Regions from separate parts of the Mus musculus genome. Here region 2 is linked to region 1. A link is a contact called in public promoter capture Hi-C data. All regions are on one chromosome and are shown on one strand. The core of a region is the stretch at or near the end of the contact, and the rest is flanking DNA. Distances in the headings are between cores, read along the strand shown.

Region 1 (6,592 bases), core at 3,817-6,316:
CTCCAACAAGGCCACACCTACTCTAACAAGTACTGCTGCACCCTGAGCATTCTAACCTATCAACCTGTGGGTGCCATTCTTATTCAAGCCTTCATCAGAAGAGGGAGTTGGAGAGGAGGAAGAGAGCCGTGCCTTTTGAGTTAGGAATGGAGATCAGCAAGCAGTCATAAGGCAAAAGGAGGGTAGCTTCACAGAAAGAAAGTGCCCAAATGCAAGACAAAGCAAGTGTAGGCTTTGGCCAGTTTCTGAAATTCAGAGGTAGAAAAGAACAACAAGGAAGGTATCCTTTTCTGAATGAGTTCCTAGAAAATGGATGGCTTAGAGCTGCATGGAGGCAGCTTCAGAAGGGGTTCTTTGAGGGTAGGGTTCCTGGGAGGGAGAAGTTCATGATCTCATTTACAAAGTAATTTATTTCAACCTCTTCAGCATGGTGTTAAGTGAACCGGTTTTCTTGAGGGATAGCCTCTTGGCCAGGTTTGACTGGCCCAGATAAATGAACTGTTAAGTGAGGCGATAACAGTATGAAACCGCTCTAATCTTTAGAGTGCATCAGAATGTCTTGTCTCTAGTCAAAGCCTGAGGTATTCTTTTGGTCAGGTCTCAAGGAGTGACAAATCTGATGTTTATCTTTCTAGTGTTACCAGAGAACTAGCCCGGGGACTCAAAGCTTCAAATACCTTCTCCTGTAGCTGCCCCGACACTGGACACAATCCAAAATCATGAGGAACCAGACCGTGGACTTGGAGCCCACCAATACTTCTGATATCTCTGGCCTCTGGGTAGGACAGAGCCAAAGACATTTCTGAATTCCAATGTAGAAGAAAATTGTTAATTTTGGGGTCCTCTTACTTTAAACAATCTACCCCATTTCTATTTCCTGTCCTTGCGATTAACACATTTACAAGTGTGTCATGCTCCTTAAAGTTTCTGAAGCAGACAGCTTCCCAAGGATCATTTTCATGTCCAAGTAATTGGTTAACCTATTTTAATTAACTCTTAAAGAAGAAGATAATAGCTTGTTTTTGTTCAGTACAAGCAAACTTTTGCAAGATAGTAATCCCATGACTGTTCAGACATCATGTCTCCACTCAGGATCAGAGGTCAACTCAGTTCCTATTCTTTTTACAACAACAACAATGATAATAATAATAATAATAAATTTAAAAATCATGTAACAGAGTAGACTGAAAAGAACTAAAAAATAAAAACCACAAATCTATTAAATACCTGTGCTTTACCAGGAACAATCTTCCTTTAGTGAACCTTAGCAAAATCCCGCACCTCCATTTCCCTTGTCATGTGGTATTTTACATACTAAGCAGGGGCAATTATAATACATTCATTTTCCTGAAATTAGTGTTAACAGAGCGACTACAGGTGAGACCCAAGTTGATTTTGACAAAGAATACTTCCTTGAGTACCCTCAAACCTACTAATGTCTGGATGCTATGCATAATTGTCTTAGTCAGAGTTTCTATTCCTGCAAAAACATCATGACCAAGAAGCAGTTGGGGAGGAAAAGGTTTATTCAGCTTACACTTCCATACTGCTGTTCATCACCAAGGAAGTTAGGACTGGAATTCAAGCAGGTCAGGAAGCAGGAGCTGATGCAGAGGCCATGGAGGGATGTTTCTTGCTGGTTTGCCTCCCCTGGCTTGCTCAGCCTGCTCTCTTATAGAACTCAAGACTACCAGCCCAGAGATGGTCCCACCCACAAGGGGCCTCTCCCCCTTGATCACTAATTGAAAAAATGCCTTACAGTTGTATCTCATGGAGGCATTTCACCAACTGAAGCTCCTTTCTCTGTCATAACTCCAGCTTGTGTCAAGTTGACACAAAACCAGCCAGCACAATTGACCCCTTGTCAACTTGACACACAAACACATCACTAGTAAGCCTCAACCCTTACCTTCTTACTCATCCCCAAGATCTAAATAACTTTAAAAGTTCCACAGTCTTTTCATATTAAAAGTTCAATCCTTTTAAAATATCCAGTATCTTTTAAAATTCAAAGTACTTTAAAATTCAAAGTCTCTTAACTGTGGGCTTCACTAAAAAACTCCCCTTTAAGAGGGAAAATATCATGGCACAGTCACAATCAAAAGCAAAATTCAATCTCCAACCATCCAATGTCTGGGATCCAACTCACGATCTTCTGGGCTCCTCCAAGGGCTTGGGTAACTTCTCCAGCCATGCCCTTTGTAGCACACAATTTGTGTTCTAGGCTCCAGCTGCCTGTACTCCACTGCTGCTGCTGTTCTTGGTAGTCATCTCATGGTACTGGCATCTCCAAAATGCTGCTGTCTTCCACTGTAACTTGGCTTCAACAATAGCCTCTCATAGACTCTCTTCATGGTGCCAAGCCTCAACTCCTTTTCATGACCCCTTCAGTCCTGGGCCATCAATTGCAACTGAGGCTGCACCTTCACCAATGGCCTTCCATGGCCTCTCACAGTGCTGAGCCTCAGCTGCTCTGCATGACCTCTTCATGCCTTCAAAACCACTACCACCTGGGTAATTCTTACATATTACTAAGTCCAGCCACAGCACAAGGTACAACCATGGCTATCTCTGGAACACAGCCTCTGTGCTCTCAGAAAACACTTCCCAGAAGATGTCACCTCAATGGCCCTGATAAGAGTCTTTAATCTTCCCTCCAAAATTTCACAAGCCAGGCCTCCATCTTCTGCATTGTTCTCAACATTATCTTCCAAGCTCCTACACAACATTCGACAGAGCTCATAACACCGAACAGATCTTCTGGCCCAAAATTCCAAAGTCCTTCCACAGTCCTCCCCCAAAACATGGTCAGGTTGTCACAGGAATACCCCACTCCTGGTACCAATTTGTCTTAGTCAGTTTCTATTCCTTCACAAATATCATGACCAAGAAGCAAGTTGGGGAGAAAAGGGTTTATTCAGCTTACACTTCCATACTGCTGTTCATCACCAAGGAAGTCAGGACTGGAACTCAAGCAGGTCAGGAAGCAGGAGCTGATGCAGAGGCCATGGAGGGATGTTCTTTACTGGTTTGCCACCCTTGGCTTGCTCAGCCTGCTCTCTTATAGAACTCAAGACTACCAGGCCAGAGATGGTCCTACCCACAAGGGGCCCTTCCCCCTTGATCACTAATTGAGAAAATGCCCCACAGCTAGATCTCATGGAAGCACTTCCCCAACTGAAACTCCTTTCTCTGTGATAACTCCAGCTTGTGTTAAGTTGACACAGAAAACCAGCCAGTACAATCATTAACATACTGTGCCAGAAATAGAGACAAACACATTTGTGTCTTTCCACAAGGTCTTCATTTATTGAAAAAAATTCATCAGACTTTGTGGTTTCAATGGCAGTTATCTGCCAAATATTGCTGAGGCAAACACTCAGGCTTATCTTGTAATCATATCATCTACTCTCAGATCATGCAATAAATATATCTGTATAAACATCAATTACAGAACAGCTGCAAAAAGCAAGAGGACACAACAGAGTTCACAAGGTTTTATTGGTATGATAGACATGTAGGTTTTTTTGTTTGTTTGTTGAGACAGGGTTTCTCTGTGTAACAGAGTCCTTGCTGTCCTGGACTCACTTTGAATACCAGGCTGGCCTTGAACTCACAGAGATCTGCCTGCTTCTCTCTTACAAGTACTGGGATTAAAGGCATGCAACCCCACTGCCTGGCCATCAGAAATGTAGTTTGTTTTGATACTAAATAAACACCTTGGCTTTAGGAAAGATGCTGGAGCAGGCTGTTGGGAGTGTCAATGGTTTAAATGGGAAGCTATAGAGTTGAGTTCAGCTGTAGAGGCCTAAGAGCCAAATGTAGGTCCAGATGAAGGGATGGATGGATGGTACAGCTGGAGGAATAGAAAGATGGACAGTTGACCAAACCTTGTCAACAGTGAGGACTTAACTGAGTTCAAGCCTCAGGGGCAGTCAAGTGTTCTTTGCCTATCAGGATGGTCGGATGATAGATTGGTAGGGGTTGTTGCCATCACAGTGCTAGATGTCTATCTCTTTATGGAGTCCAGGTGAGGACGTTGCACCCTTTTCTTGGTATGATGTGCCTACCACGTTCTTGTGCCTGGTTTCCCAAACAATTGTAACAAACCTATGCGCTGTTACAGTTTACCCTGATAAATTCATAGGGTGCCACCCTTTCAACGCCAAGCTATAAGGCATTTTCAGTCTGTGAGTGGAACTGGATACATGGTAAGTAGCATTCGTGTCCCCTCCGGTGCAGGCATCCCCCATCCTCAAAGTGGAGTCAAAGCTCGTCTCTCAAAAGCTAAAAAATAATCTACACTTACAGAAGATGAAACAGGTAGAGCAGGACATACCCTGACCTTTATTTTCTATCTATTCAAAACCTGACTAAAATAAATAACATAAATACGTTATCTTTATCACATCTCTCCTACCAACTTATCTTTTCCTCTTAAATATAACTTCTTTCCATGGACTTTATTACCTACTGTAGTTTCACTTCTATAGTAAGGCAACTGCCACCATTACGGACATACCCTTACTACATGGACAACAGGGCAGTCTGTCTCGTAGTATTTCTCTTAAAGGCTTCTTTCTGCACCAGCTGCAGGGCAACCTAGAGGTAGTGTCTGTTGGAGTGGGAAGCAATCCCCCACTCTTGTCAGTGGCTCCCAGGACCTAAGCTGCAGCTAGCTTTGCTTCTCCTATTTTTCCAACTGCGCGCTTGACTCCACAGTGTAGACTTGCCCGTGCCTCGCCATAGTGACATGGTGTCACCCCCCAAGAGCGACACAGCCCTGTGGCAGGTCCTGTCATTCTCCCCATTTTCTCCTCCCAGGAGTCTTCCTCCTGCCGGCCTTCCTTCGGTCACATGACAGGAAGCGCGGCTCTCCCAACGTCAAGACGTCTGCCCCCCCATCTCCATGTCCCCCGGCGCACGGTACGCAAAAAGCGCTGGCGGAGCGCTAGCGGGGCTCTGCGAGCAATCCGGTTGGAGAGCGTGTGCACGGCAGGGCGCGGGTTCCCGGATGTCAGCCTCCCGCAGGCTCCGCCCCGCCCCGCCCCGCGCTCGCTCCGCCCTCTGCGCGCCCTGTTCCGTGCCTTGAGGTTGCGGTCAGCGCGAGCCGCTGCAACGAGTCGGGGCCGCCTGTGAGCGTGAGGCTGCAACCCTCTCCTCCCGCCGACGCATCTCCAACCGGGACTCCGCCCGCCTCGCTCCGGGCCCAGGCCCCGTTGCACCCCGCCCGGCGCCGGACAGCAAAGCCGCCGTCGCCGCGTCCCGAGGATCCTACAGCCGCCGCCAGCGCCGCCCGCCGAGCAAGATGGTGAGACCTCGGTTCCCCGGTCGCGCGAGGGAGGGCCCGGGGCGTCCTCTCGGATAGAAAATTCCAGAGGCCTGGAGGGTGCAGGTGCTGGGTTTCAAGTCCTCGGCTACTTGCGCGGCCCCCGGCTCTGCGCGCTCCCGGGCCGCTGCAAGGCCCTTGCAAGCCCCCCAGCCCCTGCGCGCCTCCTCCGGGCCTCCGCGCGCCCCCCGGCCCCCTGCAAACGCCGGACGTCTCCGCGCTCCCCGAGATTCGCCGCCCCCGCCCTCCGCACGACCCTGGGCCTCCGGGCGCCCACAGAGCCGCCGCCCCCGGGCTCCTAAGCCCGTGGGCCTCCGCGCAACCCCGGCCCCGTCGCCTGTCTGGCTCGTTCGGCCTTTTCTGAACCCCGGTCCCGGGGGGCTGCGCCCTCGCTACCCTCCTCCACGTGAAACCCACTTTCCGCCCCCAGATGGGTTTCCAGGTTGGGTTTTCTGAAATCCGGTGGAAATGATAGTGTGCGGCAAATGGCGCTTTATGTAAGACCCACTTCTCCAGAGTTGTGCTTCCTCCCACTCACTCCGCATTTTCCAGCAGCGAGCCTTGGCAGGGATCCTTCCACTTTCTTGCCTTCTTCGCTCGTTTTCGCATTTATCTCTCTGCTGTTTGCAACCGTAGGGGATTTTTTTTTTTCCCGAGGCCGCTTTTCTCTGCGTTGGTGAACATGAAAGGGCCAGCGTGTATATTAGCTAAGACACCGGGCCTAGAGAAATGCTCATATTGGTTTGTTAATATTTTCTTAGTATTTTTATTTCTGTTTTTCCGGTGCTTGTGGTAGTTGTTTTTGAACGATGGCGATTTAAATTTTCCCTTCCTTACTTTCCTATTAATCCGTAGGTGGAATTCACCATGTAGTATTTCTGGCTGACGCTAGGGGTGTGCCTCCTGCCTGTCACCATAGCCAAGAAATCTATGACGCCTTTAGCTTGTTACCTTACTGGTTCTGTAGCTTCACTGGGCCTCCGTTTCGTCTTTGCAATCAAGAATTGTGTTCACAGACAAACATAGCTGCACTGCGAGTTATATGTCATTTAGTTAAACAGGATACGGGATTGTGACACTTACTGTAAACATCTTTTCAGTACATATCAAAGAATTTCAGGCGGATTTGTGATACTTAGACTCTTTAATTGTACAATACCCCCTCGCATGTAAGATTTAAGTGCTTCAAATGTGCATTGTTTACTGCAGTTGAAAACCGATTAGGTGGTGGTGGTCAGAGAAACTGAGGTTAAATATTCGAGT
Region 2 (7,133 bases), core at 718-3,217, 1.9 Mb after region 1:
CTGCCACCTCTATACCATGACCATAGGACTCATACTCTGAAACCAACCATATGTCCCAAGTAAACTTTCTTCTCTAAATTGCCTTGGTCACAGTGTCTTATCACGGCAATTAAAAGTAACCAATACAGTTCTTAATGTAACACAATGCCAGTAACTACATTCCTCTGACTCCAGGGCTATTCTTTACTTAGGCACACACACACATCCACACATCCACAAATGTATATGCACATGTGTGCATACACATTTGCGCAGACATGTAGATACACACACACATGCGTGCACAGACAAACATTCCCAGATGTATACAATTTCTCTGATTGAGAGAGCATCCCAGGGGAAAACCAGAAACTCTCTGGCTCACCAATGGCACCTTCTCTTACCAACTCAGCTTTCTTGTTTCACTCAGTGAGAAATACAGCTGACGATCAGGGAGAATACTAATTCTCACTAAACTGAGCAGTGGCTTGAAAGGACTCCATCCTTGGAAAAGCTTGAGCTGAAGACAGCACATGGAACTCACTTTTATATTCTTGGAGTTAAGGCAAGAACAGCAGCAGCTTAGTTAAACCTGAGCAAGCCTAAAGTCAACGTGATGAGGAAGATGGCTCAAAGCCTGTGCTTTCCCCACCCTGAACCTTCCCTTCTGGCCCTGAGCCTTTGTCATTTTGCCTTGCAAAGCTGCTCAGATATATGTATCATGATTTTTATTTATGAAAACTGTGGGCTTTTTTTTTTTTTTTGGATTTACCAACTTCTACCCTATAGTTTTAAAACTAGCAAACTAAAAATATTTCTTATGTATTTAAAGACCTCCAGATGAAAAGCTTGTGTGGACTTTGAACTGTTGTGTTAAGAAAAAAATTCTCATGCTAGTGAGAATGTGGAACAAAGGACCACTCATTCGTTGCTGGAGGACTGCAAACTCTACAGCCATGATGGAGATCAGAGCAGAGGTTCATCAGGATATTGATATGCCTGGAGATTTGGTCATACCACTTTTAGGCATGTACTCAAAGGACACTACATACCACAGAGGACTTGCTCAACCGTGTTCACTGCTGCTCTGTTCATAAGAGCCAGCAATTGGAAACAACCTAGATGTCTGTCAGTGAATGACTGGATGAAGAAAGTGTGGCACATTCATAGAGTGAAGCCATTAAAAAAATAAAATTCTGAAATTTGCAGGTAAGCAGATGAAACTAGAAAAATATCATCCTGAATGTGTTACCCAGACCCTGAAAGACAAATACAATATTCTCTTGTATGTGAATTTTGACTGTTATGTCATAGATAAGCATGCTACAATCTATATAACCACAGAAGTTATAACCACGATGGTTAGATTGACAGTAAGGGACTAAGGGAGAGGGATGGATCTCCCTAGGAAAAGGAAATACAATAAACAGTTACAGATGGATAAGGTGGGGAGACTGGAATGAGGGGATTAAAAGGGAGAAGAAGGGAAGAGACGTTAGTGGGGGCTAGCTAAAACTGTGGGCCATTTGAGGGGTTGTATGGAAGCCTAATGTAGTAGAAGCTTCATATAATGTAATATATGTGTGTATATATATATATATACATATATATATATAATAAGTTGATACATATGTGTATGTACATCTACATGTACATGTAGGTGATTATATGAGAATGCAATCTATATGCATATGTATGTATATATATATATGTGTGTATATATATATATATACACACACAAGATGGTATATATATATATATATATATATATATATATATATATGCAATGTAAATGAAATCACCAAATAACAGGGAAGGCAGAGCCCCAAAACACATCTCTTATCACCCAATGAAGCTTCCAATACATGGAATGAGTTACATCTAATTGAATTGTTATCCAAAGGGGTTCCATGCCCCTCCCCCAACAAATAGCTCAGGCTGTTGCCAAGGCTTATTTTTAACCCTCAACAAACTGATATCAGAACCCTATTGCAGAAGTTACCACCTACATTGAACACAGAGAAGTCAAGTGGTTCCCACTTAGAGCCTCTACCCCTGTGGACTAGTGCTCATGGTCCTGGAACATACTCTGCATGTTACCCAGCTCCAAACTCTTCAGTGTACAAGAGTGACTTGGACACCGGTGTGATAGTGACACAAATCTTGTGGCAGTAAATTAGAATCTGATTTAACTTAAGGCATACTCCATGAAATGGAACCGATGCTCAAGGCTGTTTAGGTGACCAAGAACTAGATAACCTAGTTAGACTAGATAGCCCATGGGCACAGAGGAAAACCAAATTCTACTGCGCTGCTGACGGAGTGTAGCTAAAATGACTTCTGCTGTACTCATAGATCTGTGCCTTGCTCAACCATTGTTAGAGAAGCTGCCTCCTGCAGCAGATGGCAACACATAGAGACCTATTGCCAAACAATTTGCAGAGAGTGAAAAACCTTGGAACACTTAGCCCTCAAAGTGATGCCTCTATCAAATCTCTCTCCTCGTGGCTCAAGGAACTCTGTGGAAGAGGAGGCAGAAAGAGTGTGAGAGCTGAGGAAATGGAGGACACCAAGCAATCAAGGCCTTCTGGACACAACAGGGCTGAGGCCCACAGGATCTCACAGTACCAGAGTAGCATGAACAGGACCTGCTTGAGTCTGCAACCAGATGGGGTCTACAGCTGAAAGAGAAAGTTTACAAATGTCCCCATCCCTAACCTAGAAGCTATCTGCAAGCAATAACCACTTATGAATGAAAAGATGGTTTTTTTGGAAGGGAGTCTCACTGGAAACAAACCACTCGGCAGGGTAGGCCCTATGCCTAGCCGGGAATGGCTAGCACAAAACAAACTCAACAGCCACGTTACAGGTTCTCTGTCTCATAATGCTGGCAGGGCCTTTCCTCTCTACCTTATGAGTTCTTTGCATATATATCATGACTTTCAAGTTTGGGTTTTATGGTATTCTTGTATGTGCTAACATGTGTCTCTGGATCTATATGTGTTTGCTATGCTTTTACTTTGTTGTTTGGTTGGTTTTGTTTTCTCGTTTTGTTGTTTTGTTCCATTCCAATTGTTTTCCATTTATTTTATTTTATTATTTTGACTGTTTTTTTTACTGAGAGACAGAAAGGGTGTGGATCCAGATGGGAGGGGGCGGGTGGAGAGGAACTGGGAGGAAGGGGGAGTTAGAATCCACAGTATGGAAAAAAATATTTTCATGAAAAGAAAAATACAGAGTATGATTATCCCCAGCTTTGGATTTGTGTGTTAGCAGAGAAACAGACACTTGCAGAATTTCAGTCAAAGCTCTGCGATGACCACAGAGTGTGACCAGGAAGATCATAAACCTGATGCTATAGGAAGCATGTCTCCTGCTCATATGTCTGCATCATGGCAGAGCAGATTTTTTTATACCTGCCAGACGATTTACTTTCAACATTAAACCAAGATTTTGAATGTTAATAAGATAGTAACAAAACAATATGTATTATTTTCAATAGGGGTTGAAAGGCTTTTTTTTTTTTTTTTTTGCATGTGTAATAAATGTCATTTAGATTGCTTGCAACACTTTTTTAAAATAGTGATGTTTACTCTGTTTTACAATCTGTGATTTCTTACAGACACAGATCTACTGATGCCATGTGTCCATTTGAAGCTGTCAGAAGATGATGCCACAATCTTAAGAGCCTCTGGATGGGATGTGCCACTGGGGCTTAGAGGGTTTCAGAAGAGAGATTTGATCTGTCCATAAGGCATGGAACAGCTTAATCGATAAGTCAATGATCTGGTCATGCTGGGGGTACCGTTTATAACTAAATATAGATTCCAGATTTGTCATTCACTCCACCCAGGGCAATGAATGAACTGCCTGATGATAGTTGGTGATCATAATTTACTAATATTTGTCATCTCTGCTCTCAGGCAAGGTTCACACTCCACCAGGCAAATGGACCATTGATCAAACATTGGTTTGTTCAGGTGACAACTATATTATTGGCTCTGTTTATCTCACTGGCACTTAGGAAATCCAGACCTAAATGGATCCAGACGCACCCCTCCCCCCATCGCCAAGCACACACATACAGAAGCCAAGAAGCAAAGTAAAGCAACAATGAACAGTGTGGAGATGCGATGCCAGTATGTACTTGCATGTTTGACCTTCTTCCCACTCAATTCTGGCTCCTCCTTTTTATGTAGAGCTCCTCTTCTAAAGCACGAAAGTCACACTTTTCCAAGTGTGGGTGCTGAGTCAGCAGTACACATGGCCCAGCATCACCTCCTTGTTTGTTTTTTGCAATGTGCTGTCTTGGGCTGACAGACCAAAGTTTTCTTTTAACTAAAGGAATTTCTAGGGGTTTTAGCCTCAGTCATTTGCGGGGTGGCTAGACTAAGTCATTTCCTGTGTCAAATGGTTGATTCCTGGCTCTGCTCTCCTTGGCCCTTCCATTGCTTGGATTGATGACTGATCCTGAAATTTCATAGCTTTTCTTTTGAAGACTAGTGCTTTATTATTGACAAGAGTGCATCCAAATGACCCTGCAGCCTTCAGCTTTCAAGCAGAATCTCTTCCCGACATAGATTGTTTTGAGAGATATAGGGGGATTTCTTAATACAAGCTTAACAAAATAGTGTTTGCTTTCAACCTTCTAGAAAAGAAAACTTTATTACAGATCATTATGATGGTGTTGCTCTCAAAATGCTTCTTTCTCCCACATCCTCCCTTGTATCTACCAAAAAGGCCACCAGAAGAAACTCTCTCTATTTTAAAACAAATGCCATTAAAAAGGTATTAGGTTTGTACATGAAGATCGGAAAAGCAGATTAAAGTCATCCAACACAGAGGGACAAAATTAAAGTAGGAACAAACCAAATGAGTAGCTAAATTATAAGTGACTGCTTTGCCAAATAAACAGCTCATTAAAGTGCCACCGAGTCACCATTAACAGGCCAGGACAATATTGAAGAGATAAAATTGCTGGCCCGCTAGATGTTTAAACACAGCCTTAATGTAAATAGGTAATTCACCTGTAATCTTTCTTCTACTTTCTCTCTCCTGAAAAAAAAAAGGGGGGGGGGGCCTGTTATACTGTGCATAATAAAGTAAAGCAGAGTAAGGAAGTTCGCCTAAGCTCTAATGTTAGTAATAAAGATGCCTAACTTACAGGAAGGACAAATGTAATGCGGAGAGTGCTCTTTCTATTCTCCTGCACAGGCTGATGAACAGAAGCAAAGTTCCTCCAAGCCAGGCTTGTGAGGGATGCTCAGCACGCAGAACTCTCAGCACGCAGAACTCAGGCCTCTGGCTCCAGGGTCGCTCTCACTGACCAGTGGACCAGCTCCCAAGGAATAAACATCGATGTGGTAGGTGTCTGGCTCCCCGATACATCTCCTATTCTGAATGTTTGCAGGCAGCTTTCCTTCACCTCTGCTTCTTATTTCATAATCCTAGCACTCCGGAGGCAGAGGCAGGCAGATTTCTTAGTTCGAGGCCAGCCTGGTCTACAAAGTGAGTTCCAGGACAGCCAGGGCTACACAGAGAAATCCTGTCTCGAAAAAAACAAAACAAAAACAAAAACAAAACAAAAAACAAAAAACACCCTCATTTCCCAAACATACTTTTTGGAATCTGTTCTCCACATGGTCACTGAGTGCTCTCAACCGTGTTGTGCACAGAGCAGCCGTCACATTTTATGAAGTGTGTGGGTGAGGTAGTCAGTTCCTCCACCTTTCCATTATTTTAAAAGGAGCATTGTGCTTTGACTGTTTTATATTTCAAAATCTACTCCCTCTTATCGATAGCTCTGCTTTCTACTTATTAGGAAGTTTGAAGCCTTATAATTTATGTCAAAAATCGGTTTTTCTCATGCGGCTTTCCATGCCGCAGACACTCACATATTTTAATTTTATTTCTGCAAACAGAGCTGGCACTTTGCATTTTTCTCATCTTTGCTGGCTTCTTGCTCAGTAGCTCTGTAGCTCTGTAAATTTCTTTCATCCTTCGGGGTGGGCATTCCTATAACACAGATGCCGTTCCACTTGCTTAGTTTGCTAGACTCTGTTTTATACCAATGATCTAACTTCAGGAATATAGAAAACGCAGCAAGTAGCAGACATTCAGGAAGCCATCAGAAACTTCCAAAATGCCTTGCAGTTTTGTGCAAGTGACTGAGCAGCCCTAGGTGTTTCTGAAATTTGGACTGAAAGGAGATATCCTTGGATTTATATCACCTGGAGCAGTCTAGTGATTAGCTCTTGGGCATTGTTGAAAACACTTTCAGGATAAGTGGTGTTTGTAAATTTTATATATATATATATATATACACACACACATATATATATATATATGTGCATGTGTGTGTGTGTGTGTGTGTACACACACAATTTATTATCCTGTCATTTGCACATAATGAATTATTTTTCTTCTACTGAATAGTTCTCATTTCCTGAGAGCCTGAAAAACAGTCTCATTCAGCGATGGAAGAAAGAGCCAGCAGAGAGGACGCTTCACACCGATGCTGCTTAGGGCTCTCTGTCCCAACACTTCTGTACAAACAACACTTCATGTCTCACTAATGCTTAGAACTTTGTTTCCTTTTCCTTCTCCCCTTTATGGGTACTTTCGTGCATATACATATGAATGGATGGATGAATGAATGAATGTGCATGAGATTAAAATTATTGTTAGAAGTACCTGCTGCTTATGGAAACATATTATTTATATGAGCAATAGCATACCATAACTAGTGCATCCATACCTTGCCTTTTCACTGTAACACAGCACTTAAGAAGGAGTTTTATACTTCTATACTACAGACATTTAACAGCTGGAGACCCAGAGTCATTCTGTCCTTCTTTAAAAAACACTCAGGTTTCTGTTCTCATGTCTTTTCTTCCCTACAAAGCTTCTGACATACACACAACCCTGGGCCAACTAGATAGGACGAATTTATACTTTTTTTCAGCATGCAATTTAAACTCATACCATCCAGGGAAACCTGGAATCTGTACTTAAAATGGTGCAACAGATAAGTAGCTCCTTCAGAACGGAGCCAAAGACACAGGGTCCAGGGAGTTTCCCAGGACTGTGAGCAATTCAGTCTAGACATGGAGTAGAGGAAAGAGATGGAGAACCAAGACTTTGGAGGTTTTCTA

What was found. Promoter capture Hi-C pulls out the DNA fragments that hold promoters and counts their contacts.
Region 2: a promoter capture Hi-C map of liver shows a contact between it and region 1, with 6 times the contacts expected there. The contact joins the promoter of 4933406G16Rik here to the promoter of Ppp3r1 in region 1. A contact is called at or near these places in 3 of 39 promoter capture datasets (the 3T3-L1 cell line, hippocampal neurons and liver) and 1 of 115 datasets of contacts at active chromatin or transcription factors (astrocytes).

The regions. Positions count from the first base shown.
Region 1 is chr11:17,154,232-17,160,823 of GRCm38.p6, forward strand. It overlaps Ppp3r1 (protein phosphatase 3, regulatory subunit B, alpha isoform (calcineurin B, type I)), which reads left to right and starts at 5,067. Exons shown (of 6, transcript NM_024459.2): 1 at 5,067-5,311. The coding sequence starts at 5,309.
Region 2 is chr11:19,063,308-19,070,440 of GRCm38.p6, forward strand. 4933406G16Rik (RIKEN cDNA 4933406G16 gene) reads left to right here and starts at 1,968. Exons shown (of 5, transcript NR_046037.1): 1 at 1,968-2,787; 2 at 3,602-3,733; 3 at 5,194-5,342.